Regions from separate parts of the Macaca mulatta genome. Here region 1 is linked to region 2. The links are chromatin contacts, called in public Hi-C maps. All regions are on one chromosome and are shown on one strand. Each heading gives the region's core, a stretch centred on a gene start, on an enhancer-like site or on the middle of the called end of the contact. The rest is flanking DNA. Distances are from core to core; before and after follow the strand shown. Region 1 holds the start of DCPS (decapping enzyme, scavenger). Region 2 holds the start of FOXRED1 (FAD dependent oxidoreductase domain containing 1).

The links. A called contact is a pair of places that touch in the nucleus more often than the background predicts.
Region 1: a contact with region 2 is called in a Hi-C map of CD4 T cells, with 1.9 times the contacts expected there. The contact joins the promoter of DCPS here to the promoter of FOXRED1 in region 2. A contact is called at or near these places in 2 of 14 Hi-C or Micro-C datasets (CD4 T cells and blood).

The regions. Positions count from the first base shown.
Region 1 is chr14:126,701,112-126,707,458 of T2T-MMU8v2.0, reverse strand. It overlaps DCPS (decapping enzyme, scavenger), which reads right to left and starts at 2,872. Exons shown (of 7, transcript XM_015116079.3): 1 at 2,647-2,872; 2 at 562-736. The coding sequence starts at 2,847. It overlaps LOC114672435 (a long non-coding RNA gene), which reads left to right and starts at 2,629. Exons shown (of 3, transcript XR_013404374.1): 1 at 2,629-2,720.
Region 2 is chr14:126,663,418-126,669,689 of T2T-MMU8v2.0, reverse strand. It overlaps FOXRED1 (FAD dependent oxidoreductase domain containing 1), which reads right to left and starts at 2,185. Exons shown (of 10, transcript XM_077964638.1): 1 at 2,050-2,185. It overlaps SRPRA (SRP receptor subunit alpha), which reads left to right and starts at 2,431. Exons shown (of 14, transcript NM_001266746.1): 1 at 2,431-2,651; 2 at 3,253-3,336; 3 at 3,628-3,791; 4 at 4,005-4,165; 5 at 4,417-4,576; 6 at 4,695-4,848; 7 at 5,052-5,143; 8 at 5,250-5,368; 9 at 5,505-5,591; 10 at 5,890-6,062; 11 at 6,158-6,272. The coding sequence starts at 2,535.

The DNA of each region.
Region 1 (6,347 bases), core at 1,623-4,122, 37 kb before region 2:
TCACCCAGGCTGGAGTGCAGTGGTGCAATCTCAGCTCACTGCAACCTCTGCCTCCTGGGTTCAAGCGAGTCTCCCACCTCAGCCTCCCAAGTAGCTGGGATTACAGGTGAGCACCACCACCCTGGCTAAATTTTGTATTTTTAGTAGAGATGAGGTTTCACCATGTTGGCCAAGAGTCTGGTCTTGAACTCCCGACCTCAGGTGATCTGCCTGCCTTGGCCTCCCAAAGTGCTGGGATTACAGGCAAAGGCCACCGTGCCCGGCCAGGTTTCTGAGTTTCAGCACTATTGACATTACTTTGCTGTGGGAGCCTGTCCTGTATATTGTAAGGTGTTTAGCAGCATTCTTGGTCTCCACCCACTAGATGCCAGAAGTAACACCCCACCACCACCCCTCATTCTGACAACCAAAAATGTCTTAACCGATGGCCAAATGTCCACTAGGGAGGAAATCTCTCTATTGTACTAGAATATGCAAATAGAAAGTCTGGTCACTATACCACCTAATTTCCCACCATCCCATTCTCCCTCCATACAGCCACCTTGGCCACCTCTTGCTCACCACTCAGTTGTCTTGGAGGGAACAAGTGATAGGTGCTGTAGATATCATTGGAGAACTGCAACTGGAGCTCAGGGCTGCCTGTCAGGAGCTGAGCCACCTGTTCCACCTGAAATGGTGTCTTCTCCAGGATCACAACGGCATCCTCTCCATCCCCATCCCCAGAGGACTCATTCACCTGTGGGTAGAGGCATCATCAGTGGGCTCAAGGGCAGAACCACAATGAGACTGTGGAGAGCAGAGACAGAAGCTCCCGGGCCTTTGAAATCAACTTTGAAAGTACTTGGGATTTCCTTCCCTGAAGTTTTCCTTCTGGGAAGTCTAGCCAATGGCACTCACATTTCTTTTCTCAGAGAAGGCATCTGTCTTTTTTTTTGAGATGGAGTCTTGCTCTGTCGCCCAGGCTGGAGTGCAATGGCGCAATCTCGGCTCACTGCAACCTCCACCTCCTGGGTTCAAGCAATTCTCCTGCCACAGCCTCCCAAGTAGCTGGGATTACAAGCGCATGTCACCACACCTGGCTAATTTTTGTATTTTTAGTAGAGACAGGGTTTCATCATGTTGGCCAGGCTGGTCTTGAACCCCCGACCTCAAATGATCCGCCTGCCTCGGCCTCCCAAAGTGCTGGGATCACAGGCGTGAGCCACCGTGCCCAGACAGAGAAGGCATCTCCACACAAATCCTTGTGGCAGCTCTCACACCTTTCTTCCCCAGAATACAAGGCTTCTCAGTTGTCTTCCATTTTAGGCTTACAAGACTTCTGTCAAGTTCTCCCCATTTCAGAAGAAAAGATGAAAAACAGATCTTGAGTGACTTGCCCAAAGTCACACGAACAGTCAGCACTGAAACAGAAACTAGAACCTGGGTCTCCCAAGTGACTCCTAGCTCGAAAGCTCTCATGGCTAACACCTTCAACAGGTGCTGCACACTGAGGACAGCTGGGCTGAGAAAATCAGACAGAGCCTCATACAAAAAATAAATAAATAAAAAATAAGGCTGGGTGCGGTGGCTCACGCCTATAATCCCAGCACTTTGGGAAGCAGAGGCAGGCGGATCACCTGAGGTCAGGAGTTCGAGACCAGCCTGGCCAACATGGGGAAACCCCGTCGCTACTAAAAATACAAAAATTAGCTGGGCATGGCGGCGGGCGCCTGTAATCCCATCTACTCGGGAGGCTGAGGCAGGGAGAATCGTTTGAACTCGGGAGATGGAGGTTGCAGTGATCACACCACTGCTCTCTAGCCTGGGCGACAGAGAGAAGAGACTCCGTCTCAAAATAAATAAATAAAAACAACAACAAAAAAAAAAAAAACAGATACAGACGCATGGAAGCCTAGGCCAAGGTTCCCTGATCCTCCCAAAGGTGAGAGTTCCTGCTAGTAGTTCTGGGGAACCCCCATACCTGCCCTGGCTAGGCCTCCTCACTAGTTCCTGGAATGGTCTCCATCTCTCCTCAGCCCCTGCCAGACTGCTAAGCACGCTGGTATTGGAGCAAGCTGTATCTGTCTCGCCAGAAATATTCCGTAGTCCTGAAGATCAGGGATGGTAACTTTCATCTCCACATTCTCAGGACCGAGGTTAGTGTCTGGCATGCTTGAAAGCGCGCGTGTAGAACTGAATTAACAATTATAATATATTGTTCTCTGTTGTTCTCCTGTTAGGGCTGAAGTCGTGTAAGGCAGAGATCACATCTCCTACAGTCTCATGGACTGAGGGACATGTTTCCAGCGACAGGGATGAGCAAGACATCTAACATTTACTGGGTTCCTAGTCCCTATACACATAAATGGATGAACGGCTTGGGGAATGTAACATGTGATCTTTAATCTACAATACACTCTCCTAGTAGATATTTCTAGTGAAAGAGACATTAGAAAAATTAGAGCTAGATGTGTTCATTGCCTTAATTTCAAGGGCAATCTTGCCGCCTTTTACCGCCCCTCTATGCATTCTAGTAGCGCACTCCCACCTCCCCCGAGTGATAATGATTGGTATTTTCCGGCCGAGATCCGAAAAAAAAAATCCGCCTCCAAGGCGATGATTGGTTCACCGCTTCCCGCATCCCGCCTCAGGGTTGCCTCCTGGTACCTTCCCGTGTAGGAAAATGATTTTGTCCCGCGCAGACTCCCTCAGCACTTTCTGCACTCTGAAGCCCGAGAATGGTAAGCGCACAGGAGCACAGGTACCATTTCCAACTCCTGCCTCCTTTTCTTCTGTGCTGGCGGCGTGGGCCTCCTCCACGTCCAATTCACGCTTTCTCTTGCCGAGTTGAGGGGCTGCGTCCGCCATGCTGCCAGGAAGGCGCCGTGCGCCTGCGCGCCCTGCGCCGGCCCCGCCCCTCGCCCCAGCCTAGCGGCCTGGCTGGGCTGCTAACTCCCGGCGTACCCTGCTCTGGCGCCGGCTCCTGCGGGCTGCGTGCATCGCAAAGCGGAGCCCGCTGACCTGTCCCAGGGCGCGTCTTTCAACCAAGTTACTGCCTTTGGCCCGGTTGTGGTGCTGGCCGGCCCTCAGGGAAGGGAAAAGAAGGTTGAGAGTCCCGAAAGCGGCGGGCTAGAGGTGGCTGCGCAGTGAAGAGGGACCCCCAGGCCCGTGCCCCGGGGTGGGAGCCGAAGACCCCCTTGGGCCACGGGAGTGTTGGAGGCCTTGTTTGAATACTGACATTTTAATCATAGTTTCACCGACGTTGACCAATTATAAGGGAAGCAACGTTTCTGACGCAAATCCGTGAACCCATTTTATTCCTTGGTCGATTTTTTATACCGAGTATTTAGGTCATTTCCATGTTTCTTCCATTTTAATTACTTTGCAGAAATTTTCGTCGTGATCAGTTTTTTACTTTGTAGACTCAGCACCTTTCCGCTGACAAGAAAGGTAAACGAATAGGGCCAGAAGAACCATTTCCATCACCCACTTATTTCCGGGCTGGAGGCATCCCATGCCTCTCTCTCTGGTTGGCCTGTATTTCTGCCCCGCTACCCAGGGTTATGATTTGCAGGATGATTCGTCTCCCAGGGTTTCGTTTCTCTTTTTTTTTTTTGCTGTATGAAATTATTACTTGTAACTTCTGCTGTTGAGGGTTTCTTTAGTGACCATTGTTTCTGGTTAGCCCGTTTTTCGCTGGTGTTATTTAACAGATCTAAATTTTGTCAAGAGTTGGTGCTTACGGCCCGGCGCGGTGATTCACGCCTGTAATCTCAGCCCCCTGAAAGGTCGAGGTGTGCGGATCACGAGGTTAAGATAGCGAGACCATCCTGGCCAACATGGTGAAACCCTGTCTCTACTAAAAATACAAAAATTAAAAATTTACCCGGGCGTGGTGGCCGGCCCCTGTAGTCCCAGCCTCGCGGAGGCGGAGGCGGGAGAATCGCTTGAACGCGGGAGGCGGAGTGTTGCAGTGAGCCCAGATAGCACCACTGCACGCCAGCCTGGCGACAGCGCAAGACTCCGTCTCAAAAACAACAAAAAAAGAGTTACATCGTTTAAGTCAGCCACACATTATTTTTGCCAGTGATTTGAGTTTAGTTTTCAGACAGATCTAATGGGACAGTTTTTGCCATTTTCAACATTAGCAACAAGATGCAACTTACAGTCAGTTTTGGTCAGTAACAAAGTGTACCATGTGTTAGTTTGATTTTTGGATTACTTCTACCAGAAATATAGATTAGGAGTTGGATAAAAGACTGCTTTTTTTTTGTGATGCAGAAAGCATTATTAGGAGAGACTTAGGATCTGTCACCCAGGCCAGAGTGCAATGGCGCCATCTCGGCTCACTGCAACCTCCGCCTTCCGGGTTCAAGCGATTCTCCTGCCTCAGCCTCCTGAGTAGTTGGGATTACAGGCGCGTGCCACCAGCCCAGCTAATATTTTGTATTTTTAGTAGAGTCAGGGTTTCACTGTGTTGGCCAGTCTGGTCTCGAACTCCTGAGGTCGTGATCCGTCCGCCTGGGCCTCCCAAAGTGCTGGCATTACGGGTGTGAGCCACCGCACCTTGCCAAAGTAGCTACGTTTTTACAAAAAGAGCCCAGAATTGAGAGCCATGAAGTCGGGCCCCAACACTGACTAGCTGTGCAACTTTGGAAAAGTCTCTTAACCTCTCCAGGTCTCCATTTTCCATGTGCCAGCCACTGTTAGTTCTGAGCAAGGCAGCGAGGCGTCTTCTTTCATAAAATGTATATTCAAATGGGGCACGTGAGATAAACAAGATAATGATTAAGTGCTGTGTATGGTGTTTTGTTATTTTGTTTTGTTTTGTTTTCCCCTGGAGAGGGAGTCTCGCTCTGTCGCCCAGGCTGGAGTGCAGTGGTGCAATCTCAGCTCACTGCAAGCTCCACCTCCCGGGTTCACACCATTCTCCTGCCTCAGCCTCCCCAGTAGCTGGGACTACAGGCGCCTGCCACCACACCCGGCTAATTTTTTGTGTTTTTAGTAGAGACAGGGTTTCACCGTGTTAGCCAGGATGGTCTCGATCTCCTGACCTCGTGATCTGCCTGCCTCAGCCTCCCAAAGTGCTGGGATTACAGGCATTAGCCGCTGTGCCAGGCCAAGTACTGTTAATAGAACAAAACTGGACAGTGTGAAAGAGCCTGGGGATAGGAGCCCCCCGCATTTTTTTTATCTGGGACAGAGTCTCACTCTGTCACCTAGGCTGGAGTACAGTGGCGCAATTTTGGCTCACTGCAACCTTCGCCTCCCAGGTTCAAGCGACTCTCCTGCCTCAGCCTCCAGAGTAGCTGGGATTACAGGTATACACTAGCACACCTGGCTAATTTTTGTATTTTTAGTAGAGACGGGGTTTTGCTATGTTGGCCAGGCTGGTCTCAAACTCCTGACCTCAGGTGACCTGCCCACCTCCCAAAGTGCTGGAATTACAGGCATGCGTCACAATGCCTGGCCAAGCCCTTTAGATAAGATGATCGTGGTCAGCCTCTCAAAAGGTGACATTTGAGCTGAGACTTGAATGAGGAGAAGGAACCAGCCATACCAGCCATATGAAGAGCCCAGGCAGAGTAAATATTAGCTGTCAAAGACCCTAGAGCAGTAACGTACTGGACATTTTTTAAAAAATAAGAATGACTGCTGGGCGCAGTGGCTTACACCTGTAATCCCAGCACTTTGGGAGGCCGAGGCAGGCGGACCACTTCAGGTCCGGAGTTCAAGACCAGCTTGGCCAACATGGTGAAACACAGTCTCTACTAAAAATACAAAAATTAGCCGGGTGTGGTGGTGTGCACCTGTAATCCTAGCTACCTGGGAGGCTGAGGCAGGAGAATCACTTGAACTCAGGAGGTGCAGGTTGCAATGAGCCAAGATCGCACCACTGCACTTCAACCTGGGTGACAGAGCAAGACTCCGTCTGAAAAAAAAGGAATGACCTGTGTAGCTAAAATATAATGAGCAAAAGAGAAACATTTGAAATGAAATAGTAGAGGAATGTATTCATTAGAAGCAAAATTCATCAATATGGGTATAATTTTGATTAAAATATAAAACCAGAATTCTGCTCTTCAAAAAGTCTGGCTCATGCCCCACGTGGTGGCTCACACCTGTAGTCCCAGGTACTCAGGAGGCTGGGACTACAGGTGTAGTTACAGCCCCAGGAGTTTGGGGCTGCAGTGAGCTATAATCACACCACTGCACTCCAGCCTGAGCAAGAGAGCGAGGCTTTGTCTCTGAAAAAAAAAGAATGCCTGTTTCAAGGAAAGGATGAGCTCATAGGAAGCCTCAGCTACCAGAAGTTCTATTAAATACCAGACCTCAGAGTGAAAGGAATCTTTATGGTAGCACAGTTA
Region 2 (6,272 bases), core at 936-3,435:
ATCCATCGCCACAACGCAACCTACATTTATATCCTATCTATAATCAAGTCCTGAGGGCTCTAGTTTCCAAGTAACTCCTCAATCTGTCCCCTTTCTTCCTCTGCCACCATCATCCTAGGCCAAGCCACTATCATCTCTCAACTGGACAAATGCAAAAGCATCCTAACTGTTCCCACTGATTCCCCACTTCCACCCCACCCCCTGCTGCAAACATTTTTACAACATAGCTAGAAATATCTTTTCTTTTCTTTTTTTTTTTTTTTTTTTTTTGAGACGGAGTCTCACTGTGTCACCCCGGCTGGAGTGCAGTGGCGCCATCTCGGCTCACTGCAAGCTCCGCCTCCCGGGTTCAAGCGAGTCTCCTGCCTCAGCCTCCCGAGTAGCTGGGATTACAGGTGTGTGCCACGACGCCCAGCCAATTTTTGTATTTTTAGTAGAGACGGGGTTTCACCATGTTAGCCAGGATGGTCTCGATCTCCTGACCTCGTGATCCACCCGCCTCGGCCTCCCAAAGTGCTGGGATTACAGGCTTGAGCCACCGCGCGCGGCCTAGAAATATCTTTTCAAAACACAAATTTAATAAAAAACGCTCTTGATTAAAACCCTTCAGTGAGTTTCCATTACTCTAAGAACCAAAGTCCAAAGTCGTAAACAGAGCCTGTAAGGTACTGCACAATCTCGCTCCTGTTCATCTTATCCTCCCCTACACTCCAGGCCCTTTAGTTCCTTGATGGCACCTTATTTCCTCCCACCACGGGGAACCTACACGTGCTCTCTGCTTTGAAACTGTGTCCACTTCCTTGCCTAGTTAATTCCTTGCTTGGAAAGCCTTTCCTGACCCCCAGACCAGCTCAAACTCTACATGGTCTTTTGGACACACTTGCAGCTTTGAGTTTGTATTGTTACATACTCTAAAATCCATGAGGGGTAGGCTGTGTTCACCTTCACCACTGAATCTCCAGCCTATGGTAACACCCGGCATATTTTAAGTGCTCAGTAAGTACCTTAAATAAATTAATCATTTTGCCATTTCATACCTCACTCAAACTCTTCTCAGCAGCACCGCAATCTTTCTTTGGTCTGGCCTTAGCTCACCTGTCCACACTACATTTCATGCTACTACTCACACTGTCTATCTAGATGGCTTTTGCTAGTTCCTTGCACAAGAACAATATTTTTCTCCTAATCTGCACTCAATTATTCAGAGACAGGAACACACACCTTTCTTAAGCCAGTAAACATCCTTCAAGGCTGATCTCAGTTCCCACCTGCTCCATGTAATTCCGCCATTATACTAGCTAGCAGTGCAAAGCATTCTTTAAGTTGAGTTCTATCCAATCTTTTTTTTTTGAGATGGAGTTTCGCTCTGTCACCCAGGCTGGAGTGCAATGGCGTGATCTCGGCTCACTGCAACCTTCGCCTTCCGGGTTCAAGCGATTCTCCCGCCTCAGCCTCCCGAATAGCTGGGATTACAGGAGCCCACTACCACATCTAGCTAATTTTTGTATTTTTAGTAGAGACGGGGTTTCACCATGTTGCTCAGGCTGGTCTCGAACTCTTGAGCTCGGGTAATCCACCCGCCTCGACCTCCCAAAGTGCTAGGATTACAGGCGTGAGTCACCGCGCCCGGCCTCTATCCAGTCTTGAACTGGCCTACTGTCTATTGAAATTTTCCCTCTCTAGGTACACTCTAGCCATCTTCCAGGACATTCACTGAATCCCGTCTTCTCTTCACTCCTTCACCGCAACAGCACTAAGTACAGCATCCTGAACGCGGGCAGGACTTAATGCACATCTGTACCACCTATCAATCAGTCTGACTGTAACCGGAAACGTAGAATGATGTGAGATCTGCCACCTGAGAAGGGCTGCCTTGGGAGCCATACACCTGCACCGCCCGTACAAGCTCTGGTAGGCAAGCTTACCCCCTTCCCCAAGCCGACCCACTGTCCTGCCAGTGTGGGCCACGGTTTCGGGTCCTGAAGGACACACAGTCGGAGGTTGGGGACACCCCAGAACCACAATACCCTCTGTCGTCCTCAACTTTACCCAGAGAAAAGCCTCCTCTGCGAGTGCCTGGCCTCCGGGTCAAGAGGCCCCGGCCCAAGCCGTGCGGCAGAACCCTCCGAATCATGGCCCCTCTGAGACCGGCACCCTCTGAGAGCCGCACAGCTGCCTCGCTATTATCCCAGCCGTCACTGCTCCGCGCCAAACGCCATTCAGACGAGCGCGCCAATTGGCCAGTGGCCCTCAGGGCTCCGCCCCCCCACGCTAAAGGTGGCGGTCTCCCCGTGACCTCTCCGGGAGCCCCGCCCAGGCCCGCTCCCACCCGCCATTGGCTGGCCTTGAGATACGTCAGGCCTGCGCGCCCTCGGGCGGAGATGGGGAGGGCACCCAGCTTTCCGAGCGGAAGTGCGTTGAGCCGGTTTCCGGGGCCGCTGGTGTGACGTGTCCCGCGCTTGGCGCAGCAGGAAGCGGCGGCTATCGCGGCCTGAATTCCCGGCGCCGGCCCCAGCTCCTCTGCCGCTGCCGCCATGCTCGACTTCTTCACCATTTTCTCCAAGGGTGGGCTTGTGCTCTGGTGCTTCCAGGGCGTTAGCGACTCATGCACCGGGCCTGTTAACGCGTTGATTCGTTCCGTGCTGCTGCAGGTACCGCCCCCGTGGGATCAGAACTCCAGGCTCTTCTTTCCTGACCCGATCCATGGTCCCTTCGATTCTATTCCGCGCCTCCTCCCACCCTCCCCGCCCACCTCAAACTGGCCACTCACGCGTAACCCGGGCTCCGCTTCGTTTTCTCGTCCCCTTCAGAGTACCCACAACTTAGTGACGACCCCCACTCCGGCGTCTGGACTCTAGCCGAATTCCGGCGCCTTTGGTATTCCCCTCCGCTCCCTCTATTTATCCCCAGCAGCTTGGTTTTGTTGTTTCGAGGCTAGGTGAAATAACAGATGGGAAAACACCTTTACAAAACTGAATGCTGTATAGCTGCTAATAATCTGATTGTTTATATGACTACTTTCGTTTTGGCTCCTATGTGCCTTGCTGCCTCTCACCTCCTTCCCCCAACTTGGTTATCTTCTTTCATTTCTGGTAGAATGCCAGAGAGAAGTGCCCCAGCATCCTCTTGTCCTGGGGACAGATTTGAGTTTGAGGGAAATGTCTGGCTTTTTCCCAAAGGTAATCCAAACCCAGGGCCCAAACCTGGGTTTTCTGGGGATGGTCTGAACACTGAGACATACTCTTTCTCCAGGAACGGGGAGGTAACAACTCCTTCACCCATGAGGCACTCACACTCAAGTATAAATTGGACAACCAGTTTGAGCTGGTGTTTGTGGTAAGTGGGATGTTGTAGAGGGACGATTACATTGTTAACATAGTCCTGATTATTAAGAGAACTCTGATTAATTGCAGCCAGTGTATATGATGACGTAACTGAAAAAACTAGAAAGGTAGATGGGGGAAAACAGCAGCTACTGGGCCCAGGCAGGGAGCTTGGCTGCCTGTCAGGACAGGGAAACCGGCCAGGTAGCTGAACTATCTCTGAAAGCCAGGGTTGAGTTGGCGTCCCTCCATTCTAGGCTGGCATGTAAGCAGATCTGTTGGCTCTGTTTCTTCCCCTAAACAGGTTGGTTTTCAGAAGATCCTGACACTGACGTATGTAGACAAATTGATAGATGACGTGCACCGGCTGTTTCGGGACAAGTACCGCACGGAGATCCAACAGCAAAGTGCTTTGAGTTTATTAAATGGCACTTTTGATTTCCAAAATGACTTCCTGCGGCTCCTTCGGTGAGAGGCCTGCCTTCTCTAAAATCAATTTATTTCCCTGATTTGATGATCTCTCTGAAGGTGGTTCAAGGGTGGTAAATTGGTGTGTTCAAAGACACTCCTAATTTGCTCCCCAGTTCTCATTGTCCTCTTAGGTGTGAGAGTCCTTTCTCTGGACTGTTATTTTTCCTCCTGCACGGGGTAGAAAGATAAACCATTCTCTTTTTTGTTTAGTGAAGCAGAGGAGAGCAGTAAGATCCGAGCTCCCACTACCATGAAGAAATTTGAAGATTCTGAAAAGGCCAAGAAACCTGTGAGGTCCATGATTGAGACACGCGGGGAAAAGCCCAAGGAAAAAGCAAAGAATAGCAAAAAAAAGGGGGCCAAGAAGGAAGGCGAGTTTGAGTTCTTTGGATACACTGGGATGTGAAAGGTGTTAAGACGGTGCTAAGGACTGAGGTGTTCCTTCTTTCTGTCATTGCTTGCCTCCTCCTCACTCAAATGCTCACCATCCTATAATCCCCAGGCCTTGTGAACTCCAAGATGTTTGGTCCAAATTTCCTTTGAACAATTTGGAAGACTTTTAGCCATTGTCTAGTGGTTGAGATTGTCTTTTTTTTTCCTTCAGTGAGTTTTTTCCCAACAGGTTCTGATGGTCCTTTGGCTACCAGCAAAGCCGTCCCTGCAGAAAAGTCAGGTCTTCCAGTGGGTCCTGAGAACGGAGTAGAACTTTCCAAAGAGGAGCTGATCCGCAGGAAGCGAGAGGAGTTCATTCAGAAGCATGGGAGGGGTATGGAGAAGTCCAAGTGAGCACTCTTTCTTCAGTACTCTCAAAATACTGTTATCTAGACATGATGGGTGCAAGGGAGTTCTGGTCTCCGGCTCATGTTTCCTTTCCTGCTTCTCCACCATAACCTGTTGCAGCAAGTCCACGAAGTCAGATGCTCCAAAGGAGAAGGGCAAAAAAGCGCCCCGGGTGTGGGAACTGGGTGGCTGTGCTAACAAAGAAGTGTTGGATTACAGTACTCCCACCACCAATGGAAGCCCTGAGGCTGCCTTGTCTGAGGACATCAACTTGGTAAGAGGCAACAGGGGTCAAAGTGAAGGTTATCTTTAATAACAAATTGGGAGGAAGTAGAGTGTGGGAACATGATACTTGGATATGAATGAGGGGTAAGTTATACTTGGAGCTTCCCCAAATGAAAGAGATAGAGCAATGTGGACTTCTTCCTCAGAGACCTTAGTGTTTCTGGCCCCATCTCCTTTCCCTGTATCTTCCAGATTCGAGGGACTGGGCCTGGGGGGCAGCTTCAGGATCTGGACTGCAGCAGCTCCGACGACGAAGGGGCTGCTCAAAACTCCACCAAGCCTAGGTAGGGAGATTTCAAGTGGGGGAGTGGCATATGCATCTGCAAAACTGGTAAGATACAACTCCCACCTACTCGCTCTATGTATATTTGTCATCTCCTGTCCCTGCAGTGCGACCAAGGGCACACTGGGTGGCATGTTTGGTATGCTGAAGGGCCTTGTGGGTTCAAAGAGCTTGAGTCGTGAAGACATGGAATCTGTGCTGGACAAGATGCGTGATCATCTAATTGGTAAGCTCTGAGGACCGGGCTGACTCATGTTCACGGGATACAGGTAATTGAGCGCAGACTCACTAGCGTTTCTCACCTGCACGATAAAGACTGGTTGTTGCTGACATGGAACTGACCTACCTGTCCCCCTCCTCAGCTAAGAACGTGGCTGCAGACATTGCCGTCCAGCTCTGTGAATCCGTTGCCAACAAGCTGGAAGGGAAGGTGATGGGGACGTTCAGCAGTAAGTACTGCCCTAAGTGAGAAAGTGCTTATGTGTACCAAGAGGTTAAGTGCACAGACCTCTGTTCTTACGAGGTATGTGACTTTTGGCAAAATCCTTAACCTCTAAATCTCTGTAACCTAGATTTTAAGGGTTATTGAGAGGATTAAATGAGTTAGTCCTTGTAATGTGCGTCTGTTCTGGATTTCTGGGAAAAGAGTCTAGTTAACTGTCTTAGTCCCCTTAGCTCAGAAAGGTGTTAGGCATTTTTGAGAGCATTCTTTACACAGCTGCAAACGTCCTCCACCTCCTCTTTCAGCGGTGACTTCCACAGTAAAGCAAGCCCTACAGGAGTCCCTGGTGCAGATTCTGCAGCCACAGCGTCGTGTAGACATGCTCCGGGACATCATGGACGCCCAGCGTCGCCAGCGCCCTTACGTCGTCACCTTCTGTGGTGTTAATGGAGTGGGGAAATCTACTAATCTTGCCAAGGTCAGTGCAGTTCCCCAGCCTGTCGCTGATATTTGTGTACTTCTTGTGTCTCAAAATCCTGGCTTTAGGTGACTTTTCTCACTTCTTTTTCACAGATTTCCTTCTGGTTGTTAGAGAATGGCTTCAGTGTCCTCATTGCTGCCTGTGATACATTTCGTGCCGGAGCTGTGGAGCAGCTGCGTACACACACCCGGCGTTTGAGTGCCCTAC